4 separate regions of the Mus musculus genome follow, and regions 1, 2 and 3 are each linked to region 4. Evidence: chromatin contacts called from public Hi-C and HiCAR-type data. All regions are on one chromosome and are shown on one strand. The core of a region is the stretch at or near the end of the contact, and the rest is flanking DNA. Distances in the headings are between cores, read along the strand shown.

What was found. Hi-C and Micro-C count contacts between places; a contact is called where the count stands out from the background. HiCAR-type assays count read pairs that join an accessible place to other places.
Region 1: a contact with region 4 is called in a Hi-C map of uterus, with 2.5 times the contacts expected there. The contact joins two enhancer-like sites. A contact is called at or near these places in 4 of 484 Hi-C or Micro-C datasets (3T3-L1-derived adipocytes, the 63-12 cell line and uterus) and 3 of 115 datasets of contacts at active chromatin or transcription factors (CD8 T cells, bone marrow-derived macrophages and large pre-B cells).
Region 2: a contact with region 4 is called in a Hi-C map of bone marrow-derived macrophages, with 38 read pairs. The contact joins two enhancer-like sites. A contact is called at or near these places in 1 of 15 datasets of contacts at CTCF or cohesin (CD8 T cells), 5 of 484 Hi-C or Micro-C datasets (bone marrow-derived macrophages, erythroblasts, granulocyte-monocyte progenitors and 1 more) and 7 of 115 datasets of contacts at active chromatin or transcription factors (the 230-238 cell line, CD8 T cells, bone marrow-derived dendritic cells and 2 more).
Region 3: a HiCAR-type map of Th17 cells shows a contact between it and region 4, with 2.7 times the contacts expected there. The contact joins two enhancer-like sites. A contact is called at or near these places in 2 of 15 datasets of contacts at CTCF or cohesin (CD8 T cells and the NIH/3T3 cell line), 5 of 484 Hi-C or Micro-C datasets (bone marrow-derived macrophages, embryonic stem cells, myeloid progenitors and 1 more) and 5 of 115 datasets of contacts at active chromatin or transcription factors (CD8 T cells, Th17 cells, bone marrow-derived macrophages and 2 more).

The regions. Positions count from the first base shown.
Region 1 is chr13:5,575,262-5,578,817 of GRCm38.p6, reverse strand. No RefSeq gene overlaps it. Among named protein-coding and RNA genes, the nearest start is that of Gm40661, 24 kb to the right of the region's middle. Within about 2 kb of position 1,902, at least 14 of the 459 cell types and tissues checked have an H3K27ac peak or open chromatin away from gene starts, as enhancers often do. A contact at or near this core is called in uterus, where this site is marked.
Region 2 is chr13:5,510,074-5,513,564 of GRCm38.p6, reverse strand. No RefSeq gene overlaps it. Among named protein-coding and RNA genes, the nearest start is that of Gm40661, 42 kb to the left of the region's middle. Within about 2 kb of position 1,569, at least 44 of the 459 cell types and tissues checked have an H3K27ac peak or open chromatin away from gene starts, as enhancers often do. A contact at or near this core is called in CD8 T cells, bone marrow-derived dendritic cells, bone marrow-derived macrophages and 1 more, where this site is marked.
Region 3 is chr13:5,887,078-5,890,488 of GRCm38.p6, reverse strand. No RefSeq gene overlaps it. Among named protein-coding and RNA genes, the nearest start is that of Gm46401, 27 kb to the left of the region's middle. Within about 2 kb of position 1,553, at least 111 of the 459 cell types and tissues checked have an H3K27ac peak or open chromatin away from gene starts, as enhancers often do. A contact at or near this core is called in CD8 T cells, Th17 cells and bone marrow-derived macrophages, where this site is marked.
Region 4 is chr13:5,712,510-5,715,649 of GRCm38.p6, reverse strand. The region is part of intron 1 of Gm35330 (a long non-coding RNA gene); the gene reads left to right. Among named protein-coding and RNA genes, the nearest start is that of Gm35330, 11 kb to the left of the region's middle. Within about 2 kb of position 1,294, at least 178 of the 459 cell types and tissues checked have an H3K27ac peak or open chromatin away from gene starts, as enhancers often do. A contact at or near this core is called in CD8 T cells, Th17 cells, bone marrow-derived dendritic cells and 3 more, where this site is marked.

The DNA.
Region 1 (3,556 bases), core at 653-3,152, 140 kb after region 4:
ATATATATGTAATTATACATGCATATATGTATAATATAATATATAATCTTATAAGTGTATAAACAAATATTTCTTGTATCTACACATATATACATGTATATAATTATGTATATGTAGATATATCACATAAGTAATGAGACAATTTCTATATACTATTATTATATATTAAATTGTATATTGTAATATCATCAGGCCAAAAAGAGCTGTAACTCAGAAATAATTACTAAAGATAAAAAGAGACAATATATAATAGAAATATTTAACTTTCCTTTTGTTTTGTTTTATTTTTTGAGACAGGGTTTGTCTGTATAGTTCTGACTACTGGCTATTCTGAAACTTGCTTTGTAGACCAGGCTGGCTTCAACCTGATAGAAACCTACCTGCCTCTGGCTCCTCAGTGCTGGGATTAAAATTGTGTAATACCACTGTTCCAGTCATTTAGTTTTTCTAATTAAGATGTAAATAAAACTATTATAAGGATAGAAAAGAAACAAATACAAGTGGATAAATGATTGAACAAAGTATTAGGAGACATTTTAATAGAACGGTTCTGGTTCTACTTCCCAGCTACAAGATAGTGGGTTGCTGCTTATGCTGCTTATGGTTGGAATTGGCAAAATGACCCCACGAGAAACACTCACCACAGCATTAAGGAAAACATAGTAGAATGTATATTACTCACGAGACACCAGTACTCTGGAATTTCCCAAATAAACTAAATAACAATGTTGCTATTATAACATTCCTGATTAATAAAGAGAAGATAAAATTACAGAATATAGAAAGGATACATAGATTGATAGTTCAATCCACAAAAAGAATTTTATTTAGTCATGAAGACCAGGGTTTGAGCTCCAGAACCCGTGTGAAAAAGCCTGACTAGCTCACATGAACTTGTAGTCCCAGCACTGCAGAGATAGAGGCATAAGATCTCTGGAGTTTGCTGGTCAGCCAGGCCAGCCTGCTTCCAAAGTCCCAAGCCTGTGAGAGACCTGTCTCAAACTAAAGTGACTATGTTTCTGAGATCCTGAGAACAGAAACTTACATACACACACACACACACACACACACACACACACACACACAGAGAGAGAGAGAGAGAGAGAGAGAGAGAGAGAGAGAGAGAGAGAGAGAGAGAGAGAGAGAGAGATTTGAGTCTAATTATGATATGTAGCTATGCAAAAGAGACAGAAATTCTTGGAGAAGGGTTAGTAAGGATGAGGAAGAGAAGGTAGAAGCTGTTTCAGTCATCCCAAATACAGGACAATAACCTTTCCACTTCAGACCATTTCTAGAAATAAAACAATCAAATAAATAAATAAATGAAAGCAATGAAAGGATGTGAAGACCAGGAAGTTATTTAATAATGGAGTTTATTGCTTTACTTTCCTTGGAGGCAAAACATACTGGAAAAATCTCTTTGCCTCCACATTCTTCAAATGTTATCTTTACATGTGACAGTTCTTTTAAAATTCAGTCTTTCTTTTCTTCCTGGGTAACATGGTGGACCTGAATTCTCCGGTTGATAATTTGTGTGTTGTGTGTAACTCTGTGTGAAGGCACATATGAAAGACTTTAACCAGGAGAGTAACATCACTGTAGTAATATCAAACTTACCATTTCTTTCCAGTGGCATTGCCCATGTGATCAAACACTGCGGAATGGATTGAATGTGGAAGCATTTACTCATGTCATCAACTTCAAAATAAGAATGTAAATGTTCTACACATACATTAAATGAAAAAAAGAAAACCATACAGCCTAGGTCTTGAGAGTTCCGGCTGTCAATACGGTAGCTGTGGGCTAACAGACCCTGAGTTTACTTGTGCTGTCTAGGTGGGTCGGATTCAAAAGGAGTTCAGTCATCGGACTTAGCTGCCTGCCTTTGCATGGCTGAAGAATCAACATTACCAGCGTCACTTCATTTCAGACTGGGGCTAAGTAGCTTTGAAAAACTTGAGGCACATACACAACCCACTCAGTTACTTACCCCGTGCTAGCCAAATAATGATCCTACTGCTTTATAAAAAGAAGGTAGTTGAACATGCATGTTGTTAAAGAGGCATATTTGGTCACTCTAAAACATAGCTGTAAAATTGCACAATCTAAAGGAAGGAACGGTTTGTTTTGCCTCTTTTATTGCCAGTTAAATGCCAGAAGACTTTTAAAGCAAGAGCAACCAGTGCAGAGGAGGGAGAAAAAAAACTAATAAAAATTTTATGACCTTAAAATAAACCCATCGCTCTTTCCCTTTCATACTTTTGCAAAACTTTCTATACTATCTGGCACCAGAACCTACGTGTAATGTTTGAGCTCTGAAAATACCAGCAAGGTATCAGAGGAAATCATATCTGTAGGAATAAAGATGCTGTAAAACAAAGCAGGGAAACCGAAATTTTCACATAGAGCAAAACAGTTGATGTCATTTTCACTCTAATATAGCAAAATGTACTATGAAAGAACAAAGTGGAATTGAATTCATGCTCCTATTTTCCCTCAGTAAAATCCTTTTAAAGGCTGCATTAGTGATTTTTATTATATTATCATATTTATTATACTATATTATATTGATTTATCTTCTTAGTGTATGTGTATGTATACATTTGCATGGCATGTATACAAACTTGGTATATGCCCACCCATGAGGGTGCTTCTGGGGCCAGATTATAGCATCTTCTTCAGTTGCTTCTTACATTGTTATATCCTCCTCCTCCTCCTCCTCATCATCATCATCATCATCATCATCACCACCACCACCATCCCCACCAAAGATTGTGAAGCTTGGTGTTTGAACTAGACTGGCTAGCCAGCTGTTCCTTGGATTTGCTTATCTTCATGCCACAGCCTGCCCCATACCAGGGTTATAGGGACACACTACATCAAGCTCAGTTCTTCATGCCTGGGAGACAAGTGCTTCACAGGCATTAAGCCCTCTCCCCAACAGAGTAGTTACTTTCTCTAACTTGTCTCAGAATTTGTCTCACAGTTTAACATGAATCCTCAGTGAACAGACCCTAGAAACCTTAATATCTTCAAATCAGAGGCCCTCAAAACACTCTGAGCCAACTGATTCAGGTTTTCTTTTCTTTTCTTCCCCCCTCCTGACAGTTTTCATATCTCCTCTGGAGACTCTGCTGGTAGCTATGAGTTCCATAGCCTCAGAATAAGACCATCTTAGAAAAGTAGCTTAGATCAACAAGAAATATACAGAATCAAGTCAGCTAGACATGGACTATGCCCAGAAAGGAAGCCCACATCTCACTTGCTATGCCTAGTATTTATTTATTGTACTGGTTTGCCTGAACTAGAGGCTATTCCTGAGCAGCCGCCCAGTAGCAAACCTTCTGATTTCCCCCATATCTTGCTTACAAAGAACAGAATAACTGTAGTTTGGTAAAGAAATGACAAGCAAGAAAAGGGATATTTGTATTCAACCTTCTGAATGTGTTTCAAAAGCTGGGGAAATGACCTGATGCACATGCATGAGGCCTGAGTTTAGATTCACAGCATCGATGGAAAATACAAGACATGATAAACATACGTGTGAAAACGCACA
Region 2 (3,491 bases), core at 320-2,819, 200 kb after region 4:
CCCTTAGGTTCTGTAGGACCTATGTCATTCATCCAATAGAAAAACACAATATCGAAATGAAATATTATCTCAGTCATACACTTTATGTAGTTATAAGATTGTTCCTTTTTCTTTCATTTTGCTAATATTATTTTAATAGTATTCTCTCCCTATGTTACAAATATTCATTTTGAAGGTGCCCTATGAATAGTTGCAATATGAAGAAAATAAAAATTTTCTAGGGGATCAGATTATCTGCACTGCAGCCTTAGGTCCTTCATGACTTGAGTGTGTCTTGCAAAGTCATGACAAGTGTCAGTTTTAAAGACTCAATTTCATCAGGTGGGCATGAAAAACACTCTCTCCAAACCCTTGTCTCACTAGTTTCCAGTTTCAGTAACTTTTCTGAAAGCCTGGTCAGTTACATGAGGGTCAATCAGAAGGAAAATTGAACATTTTCTTTTTTATGTAAACTGAGTAAAATTTCTAGAAAGCCTGAATTCTTCATTAATGCCAGTGTTTTAAGTCATCTTTTTGTTCTTACAATTTTAAGGGCCTTGAGTAGAAATTTCATATGATTAAGCATTGTAAACCATTTAGTTATGTAAATATCTCTAAAATCCACACACTTCACTTCTGTATTCAAGCTTGTTCTATAACATCTTGCTGGGGTTTACACTAATTGTCATTGTAACTTTACAGAGAAGCAAAATTGCTAAATGCAAAAGTGGTCTGTTATTTCCTTTTTTTTATTACGTGTTTTCCTCAATTACATTTCCAATGCTATCCCAAAAGTCCCCCACACCCTCCCCCCCCAACTCCCCTACCCACCCATTCCCATTTTTTGGCCCTGGCGTTCCCCTGTACTGGGGCATATAAAGTTTGCCTATCCAATGGGCATCTCTTTCCAGTGATGGCTGACTAGGCCATCTTTTGATACATATGTTATTTCCTTAATCTGACCTACTATAAATCTTATAATAAATATCAAAAGTATTTAAGAGATATTTAATGCAAATCAATACAAATTTTAAGTAGTTTTTAAATAAACAGGTGGATGGATTCTTTTATTTCATGGCTTCTGATAAGTGAACTTAGGTAAGATTTTCAGTATTTGCTTATGCTGTTTCTGTATATCTGATATTTCCTAGGAAACAGTAACACCTGGGAGATGGACATAATTATATGAATTTCACCTATGACAATAACTGTACATAACATCTTTGTAAATATGCATATCCTTTTCCGTAAAGGACAAAGAATACATTTTCCCAAGCGAACTAGTGTTTTGGCTAACAATTCAAATGAAAGCCAGATCCTTTTGATTGGGCCACATTTCTCAAGTCAACTTCTTCTGTGAAATCAGCTCAGATTTTATGTGCTAAAAATGACATAACATGTACTCAATGAAAGATGTAGTAATTGACTGAAAGATAGGAGAGAACAGTAAGAAAATTACAATTTGGTAAAATAAAGTTTCCTATTACTATATAAACATTAGGTTTTACACTAAAGAAAAGCTGTATTTAGTAAGTCTATTACATAGCCATGTGGATTTGAGTCATTTCCTTTCCATTAAAGCAACCTAAACCATAACTTCCTCTCCTGGTGTATATTTTGCACCCACCAGCAGATTTCAGATCTCATTGCTACATGTCTTTGTTCCTCAAAAAGAAGAAGAAGAAAAAGTAGAAGGAGGGGGAGGAGGGAAAGGAGGACAAGGGGGAGGAGGAGAAGGAGGGGAGAATAAAAAAGAAAGGAAAAAGAAATGAGAGGAAGGAAGGAAGGAAGGAAGGAAGGAAGGAAGGAAGGAAGAGAAGAGAAGAGAAGAGATCTCAGGGTGTGTTTTTACTTTCAGAGGTAGAGGCATCCAAACTAATTCTAAGAATGAAACAAACTGAAAAGCAAGCAACCAAGGTCAGTCTGAAAGATTTCACTTTCAGAAATGGAATAATATCAAGGCTAAGCTCTATGGGTACCTTTAAAAAAGAGGTTAGAAAAAAAAAAAGGACTGTATTTAGCAAGGTGAAATGACTTGCATTTAATTGGGGATAACACACACACACACACACAGTCATGTTGAGATTTCTTTGTTCCAATTTCATTATGACACAAGATAATCTTGTATAATCTTTAAGAATATAGGTTACTTTGTAAGTGAAAGAAAACAGAAAAAGAGAACAAGAAAAGAAAACTATTATCATTGCTTTAAGTTCTAGACTCTTTTTCAGTCTTAACATGATTTCTTTTGTACAAATACTTATCACATTTTCTAATTCATTCCTTCACCTCCTGGCCTGGGAAAGAATGTGCTGGTAAGGTTCACAAAGCACACTATGATACCAGCTCTTGTAGGATCCTTTCATTTCCAAAGAATAGGAGGAAACTGAGTGAAGATTGGAAATATCAGATGGAGAAGGCCATAGTTTGAATTACCAGGTTTCAAGCAAAGCAAGAACAAACAATGTCTAGGGAGACAGCATCAGTAAGCTCAGGGTAGAATCCACCACATAGGGGGACTTGTGGAGTTCAGAACAATGCTTTACAATGAAAGAAGCAACTCTTAAATAAAGACAGAGTTCTGGGTGATCCTTGGTATACTAGAAACGTGCATTTTCTTCTTCTTCTTCTTCTTCTTCTTCTTCTTCTTCTTCTTCTTCTTCTTCTTCTTCTTCTTCTTCTTCTTCTTCTTCTTCCTCTTCTTCTTCTTCTTTCTTCTTCTTTCTTCTTCTTTCTTCTTCTTTCTTCTTTCTTCTTTCTTCTTTCTTCTTCTTTCTTCTTCTTCTTCTTTCTTCCCCTTCCCCTTTCCCCCTCGCCCCCCCTCCTCCTCCTCCTCCTCCTTCTTCTTCGACGTTGGGTGGAAAAATTTGATGATAGGAAAATGTCATAGGAGAAGACTGAAGAGAGAATACACAGAGGAACAAGACAAAGGTATAGGCTACAAGCGATTGCAAAAATGAAGGCTAAGGTGATAGCTGGTGTGTAAAGTAGGTCCATACTTGATCACAGTGGTATAAAGAGTATGTTTAATTTTTAGTAGTAAAAGAGATAAAGTATAATGAGATAAGAGAAAATGCAAACTTCCTGGAACATTTGGACATTTGAGATGAAGTGAGGACTCCAAATTAACAGACGAACTGATCTAACCTAGCTACAGAGGGAACTGATTAACAAAGACAGAGAAGAACCAATAGTGCACAGCTTGAGACAGTGGAGGAGAGGCAATGATGTGTGGAAGTTCTTGTGAGCTTCCTCCAATTTCCTCATTGTAGCACAGTACACTGGCTAGGGATGTGAATAGGGACCAAAAAGATGATGAAGATTTGTGTAGAGAAGAGAAGGTGAATGATGGATGTCTAGATCACAGTTTATAAAACTGTAGGTATCAAGCCCATGGGGTGTTCATGTACCTAAGTGTGGATCTTGCAAAATTTTGGCAACAGCAAATGGTTTCTTATTATTGACAACCAAAATTTAATTTAAAAAAAATGATATAAGCAATCTCAGGTCTT
Region 3 (3,411 bases), core at 304-2,803, 170 kb before region 4:
ATTTTGTTTTGTTTTTTGTTTTTGTCTGTCCCTACCAATCTTCTTTTTTAGTTTGCTTTGTTTCGTTGTTTGGTTTGTTTTTTGTTGTTGTTGTTGTTGTTGTTGTTGTTGTTGTATGTGTGTGTGTGTGTCTTCACCATGGCAACAGCAAATTAGCTTTTGAAATAAAGGGCCTACTCCAGCACTGTTCATGAAAGTGTCGTTTGTCATCATTAGTAGAAAAGGGTGATTCTAAGAAGGAGAGTGCTAACAGCCCTCCCACCATGCTTAGACTTCTCAGAACCACAGAGAACAAAATGACTCAACAGACCTCTCATAGCAGCCTGTGTGTGCCATCCTTCCTCAGATGGCAGTTCAAAATAGGGTGTCATATTCGAGCAATCTGAAGTTTCTAATATATAAGGGAAGTAAGTGAGATGGAAAGATGCAAACATTGAAGAGATGTAGGGAAGAAAAGAAAACAGAGGGGGAGAGGGAGCATAGAAAATAGCTTATTTAGCAAAGTCATTGTTGTTTAGAGAGAAGATCTCTGATAGCTCAGGTTGCCCACGAACTGGGTGACGTGGGGCTGAGGATTGTGGTGACCTGGAACTCTTTAATTTTCTTGCTTTCTTCCTTGGAGTCCTGGGTCTACAGGCTGGTGAACATGACCTTGGTTTAAGGTGGTACTAGAGATTCAATCCCGAGCCTGTGGTCTGCTATGTCAGCACTCTACCTACTGAGTCCAGCACAAAACAACGTCTGCATATTAGTTGCACAAGAGTAAACGCTATGCCAAAGTTTTCTCTCATAACCCTCCCATGACAGAGCTAAATGGATAGTTTCAAAAGAGTGGCCAAGTGGACTAAAGGCTATTTGAATCTGTAGGCTTTAGAGCCTGCATATAGAAGAATATAGGAGAGACTCTTGACAGGGAAATGTAGGACTAAGAGATACTAGAGGATAAAGGGAGAGTAGTGAAAGTCCACTGACTAAGGAAAGCATTCGAAAATGAAATGTTGAATTATGGTCATGGTACTTGAGCTGGCTCCTAGTGACAGGAAGTTTAGGTTCAGGTCTGATTTAGAAATATATAGAAAGTTCTCCCTGCCTTCACGTTGCCCCAAGCTCTCCAGTGTTTCTGGAGCTAAGGAGTTTGTATATATCACGTTCCACGCATCTGAAGACATACAAGAATGAGTGCAGGAGCACTTCCTGCCTCTTCCCGTTTTCTAGCAGGCACTTTTCTTGGGAGGAGACCTAGACCTCAAGATGCAGCAACAGACCAGTTTCAGGTTACAGCATCAAAGGCTATTTGATCAGAGACACTGCATTCTTGGTTACTCTCCACGTTTGCTCAATTGAGCAAATTTTTTAAAAAGATTTTTTACATTTTTGATTTCTAAATATGATCCAGACAGTTCTGAATGTCTAGTTGGATATGATCAAATGATCTGTGGTTCTGGTAAAGATCCTTGGAAACTGATGACACAAACTGCAGAGGAGAAAGAGAAGTTGGTCTCCTTCAACATCTTCATTCTGAGTGAACATCACACTTCCCCAAACACAGTTTGGGGCTCAAGCCAGTATTGCTTTTTCAAACCACTTATTTGGCCCTATGAGTTAGACAACCTGAGGCCAGTGAAGGGCAATCTCTTCTTTCAAAGGAGCAGAGATGCATACTCCCCATTTCGTTTCCTTCTGCCTTTCCTTTTTTCCTTTCTTCCTCCCCACTTCCTCCCTTCATCCTTCCTTCCTCATTCCCTCTTCCTCCCTTCCTCCCTCCCTCCTTCCTTCTTTCCTTCTTCTTCAGTTTCTTCCTCTTTCCCTCCTTCCTTCTTCTTCCTTTCTTCTTTCCATCTCCCCCGCCCCTCTCTCCCTATTTCTTTTAGTTTCCTTTGCCTCCAGCGTTTCATCTGAACTGGAAACATCTGATGACTTTCCACTTCTCCTGAGCCTTTCTTGGTCAGTTCGTGGTTCAGCCACAGATCCATGTACAACTGAAATGACAACCTCTTGCATTTACTCCTTCCTCATTTGCTCTCAGACCTCTGGTTATGCGTGAGGGTGTGGGAGAGACTGCACACACCACTAACACAGCCCTCCCTCCTCCCTCCACAAGAGCTCCCTAACGAACTGAAGACCTCCATCAAGACATGGTTGCCCCCCAAATGCCCCTGATGGAAGACACTGGGGGGACCTTGATGGTCTTAGAGCAGCGGTTGGTCATCAGGGCTGTATACAAATGCCCAGAGGCTGGACTCAGCAATAAACTTGTTTCAGGAAATGAAAGACGGAACCCATGGTTTCAACCAAGTTAGGGCAGAACTGAAAGTCTGCAAATAAAACTTATAGATCCTTAATCACAGCTTTCGCTCCACTCAGGTGGTAGAAAAACAATGTCGTTCTCTAAGAGACTGTTTTTTTTTTTTTCTTCAAGACCTCTTGAATAAACACACCGTGTAAAAATATTTATCATGTCAATATGGTTTAATAAGCATTCATTATTTATTGGGCTTCTGAGTGCTTAGGCAATACTACAATTAACTTTGCAGATTTGATTGGTTTTGATTGGAGGTCATTGGAAGGCAAGCTTGTACTTGTCTTAGCAGAAACAGGCAGAGCAATAGGCTGGATTGAGGCCTGAGAATGTTTGAGCAAGTCCCAAACTCTCTGGGAAATAAAAACCGTAACAGCTCCATAGTTGAATTAAGTACGAGATAAAAATCACATTGGCAAGAGCAGCGAACACCAGGATCAAACCACCTCTCAAACAAATTATTCCAGGAATAAATTAATCTCCCTGATGCTCATCTGCAGAACCGATGTGAAAGAGTTGTCACTTCCATGCTTGTCACTCACGGGGCTCAAGATTCCAACACACTAAACAGACCCTGCAGCAGGAGGACAGTGAGCGACACTTTCTAGTAATGTTTCACTCTGTCTAGTTACTACCACCCAGAGCATTCTTTTTCCCTGAATAATTCTTTGATTTCCTCTAGAACAATTATATTCTGTAAACAATAAAGGAGAGAGAATTAATATTTGCTGAGTACATATATCATATAATCTCAATAATATTTTGGGGTGAAAGAATTTTTCTATTCTTATATATTTCATTAAGAATACAAATAGGCCAAGAGTGGCTGGTGACGTATCAATTAGAACACAGGTCTCCATCCCCAAATCACTTTGTCTATCCATTCTGCCTCCTACGAGATAAGACATTACCCAACAATATATATTTAGAAGGACACTCCTTGCATATCGATCATCCTTGTCAGCAGGGTTCTTCCTTTTTGAGGAAGAAAGGTGTGGTGTCTCGTACACATACCTCAGAACAGAAGCTCAAGCCCAGGGAATCCTGTCAGGCTGTCATTGCTGGAGCTTCACTGATTTTCCCAGAACAGAAATAATGAGCATTGGAAGTAC
Region 4 (3,140 bases), core at 45-2,544:
CCACCAAAAATGAAGGCCAAGAGGCAGTGAACATATCTCAGTTGGCAGAGTACTTGCCTAGCACGCATAAAGTCCTGAGTTCAAACCCTAGGACTAGAAAGCCAAGCATTTCACAGTGCTGATTCTAGAAGTTGGATGAATAAGAAGTTCAAGTGATCCTAGACTACCAAGTTCAAAGGGCCATGTAAGACTCCTTTAAAATAATAAAAAACAAATCACCAAATAAACCAACAAAAGCTTTAAACAAAGCCAAATCTAGGACCCCTGTCTTAGTGCATAGACAGTTAAAATAACAAAGCATCAGTGTGTGACAACGGATGTCTTATCATAGCATCTCATGCTGACTGTTAATTCGACAGATGCTTGCTGAAGCTCTGGTAAATATCAGGCATAGGAATTCTCAATATCAGGAATTGAGAATTCAAAAAAATCCATTTCAGGTCCTCGAAGAAGCCACATGACTAATCAGTTGAGGTGAAATATGTGTCTTTCAAATATAATAAGAACTAATTGCCAATTCTGAGAATACTGAAGGCTGCCTAGGTCCCTTTCCAAGAAGCATGTTATCTGATGAGCATGTTTATTCTCTGGTCTCTGGTGTCCAGACCACATTCTCTAGGGCTTTTCCTTCACAGACAATAACAGTCTCCAAGGGATTATCCTGTGTGTATATTTGTGCTTTTCAGTGTCTGCCATGGCACTCTGTGGCTCTGTGATGTAAACACTTATCTTCAGGTCATGTGATTTGGTCTCCTCAGAGCCACAACATTGTCCTGGCAACAGCTTTGATAGTAGGGTAAGTAAACTGATTTATAGACTCTATCTGAAGCAGCACACATCAGGAACATTTATCATATTCTAGATGTAGTTGTAGATGAAGTTGACCTAGGTAGTTCCAGGGAGGCAAACATTTGAAATGAGTCCCGGAAACGTTTTTCATCTTGAATTGGCATTGAAATATACGGATCGGATGTCTTGGCTTATGTCTACGGGCTGTTCATAGGGTTAATTCTATTATGGAATGGCACTATTCTGTTTCTCTGCCCAGTGTGTCTAAAGTTACCTTCTGTAATGGGTAGTATACAGCTTTGGCCACCAGATGTAACTGTCCCTGACTTGAGCCGTAACAATAGCTCCAACCTCACTTGCGAAGAGCAACCAAAACAAGCTGAGGAAAACGCTTCCTTGCCGAAAGAACACGTGTTCCAGAACGCGAGCTGCAGCAGACAGGCTACGTTCTTCTGCAGTTGACATTCTTTCCCCACTGACTTATTTTTACTTTCTGTTTGACTTGGCTTGCTTTTCTTTTTCCCTAAACGGTTTCTTCAGTCCTTCCTCCCTGGTAGGGTTTCCAGAGTGAAAGTCCTTTCTGCCCACACTTCGCAGAACTCAATGCAGACTCTTGTCCAGGGTCACTTGACGTCAAGGCTGACTTTTAAGTTTGCCAGAAAGACGATCTTTAGGGAACAGTTGACACCATCACTTTCTCTCTTTAGCATACAGCTACAAGCTGCCGAAGTTTATAGTTTACAAATTGCATTTCTAAACAATTTAATAAAAGGAAGACAAGAGGAGACTTTGAACACTGACAACTAACTCTTTTAAAAGACTTTTAACATCAGCATGTGTTAATTCATTACTCACTCCTCTCCCTCTCTCCTTGAGTTTTAAAATGCTTTAAACATTCCATTGCTTTTAGAATGCATACTTAAAAATCATTTATTTCTATCCCCTGAGATCATTCTATATTGTTTACTTTGTATGCTTGGATGATGTGCCCTCTGGATCTTAATAAAATCTACTTGAAAGCTTACATTGTGCTTATTTATAATTTTGAGTCTGTAGAAATTTCTCCGTTTAACAATAACTTTCTTGACTCTGTTCTCTGACATAAAAAATGGTTCTTGAAACCTTCTCTCTTCTCTTACTATTTAATCCATCCCATGACACCTTTTCCCCCTCCCTTTATTTTTTTTAACAGCCTGTCACTGAGTATTTGTTTACCAAATGTTACTTTTCTTGGATAAAATCTATTTTTGAGGCCTGCAAAAGCCAACAACTGTTTGATGCTGTCAGGCTTCGCTTTTATTTATGCATGAATAACATAAATAACTTGAAAATGACCCTAGCCTGTTTTTCTCAGATTTAGAGAGAGAGAAAAAAGTGCTTCCGGGCAATGTTTATGCCAAACCTCCTCATGCCAACTTTCCGGTTTTGGTGCCAACTGGTGTTTACAGCCAAGTTGTAAACCTTTGGTAAACACGACCCGTAATAAAAAGGCCAAGACAACCTGAACCAGGGCACTAAGGAATGGGTGTAAGTTTACTCTAAGACCAAAATTCTAACAGGAACAGAAGTGGGGAGTCAGCCAACTATGAAGTGCTCTCTCCAACCCACTGTAGCATGGAGAATACACAAATGATGGGTTTGTCTGCTAAGATCCCATTAACCCCACTTAGGCATTTTATTGGTTTCCTTTGCCACTGATTCAGAGAAGCCCAGTGATAAATTCAAAGTACCAGCTTTTATGTTGCCCAGTGGTTTGTTGTTGTTTGTTTGTTTGGTTGGTTGGTTGGTTGGGTTTGGTTTTGAATGTAAACTCTAACCAGGAGTAGAGATAAGAGCCTTAGCCTTGAGATGCTGTGTTATGTTGATAAGGACTGGCCAGAGTGCTTAAGAAAGAATCAATAGGCCCTTTTAAAATAAATTCAGAGATACCCATCCATGCCTACATTTTTTGAGTATGATGTATTCTGTATGTTGTTTATAAAACGCAAAGAAAAATATGTTCTTTATTATTTTTATTATTACTATTACTGCTACTAGTAGTACTATTCTCTCATATATCTCATTTATTTCCCCCTTCCACCCAGTCTTCCCTCCTTTCCCTTCTCCAGATCTACTTCTCCATTTCCCTTCCGAAGAGGGCAGGCCTCCCAGGGATATCAACCAAAGGTGCCATATTCAGTTGCAATACTATGAGGCACCTCCTACTTTGTTAGGATTCTATTTAGTGTGTGTGTGTGTGTGTGTGTGTGTGTGTGTGTGTGTGTGTGTATGTGTATGTGTGTGTGTGTGTGTGTGTGTGTGTGTGTGTGGTATGTGTGTATGTGTTTGTGTGCATGTTTGGAGGTATGCAC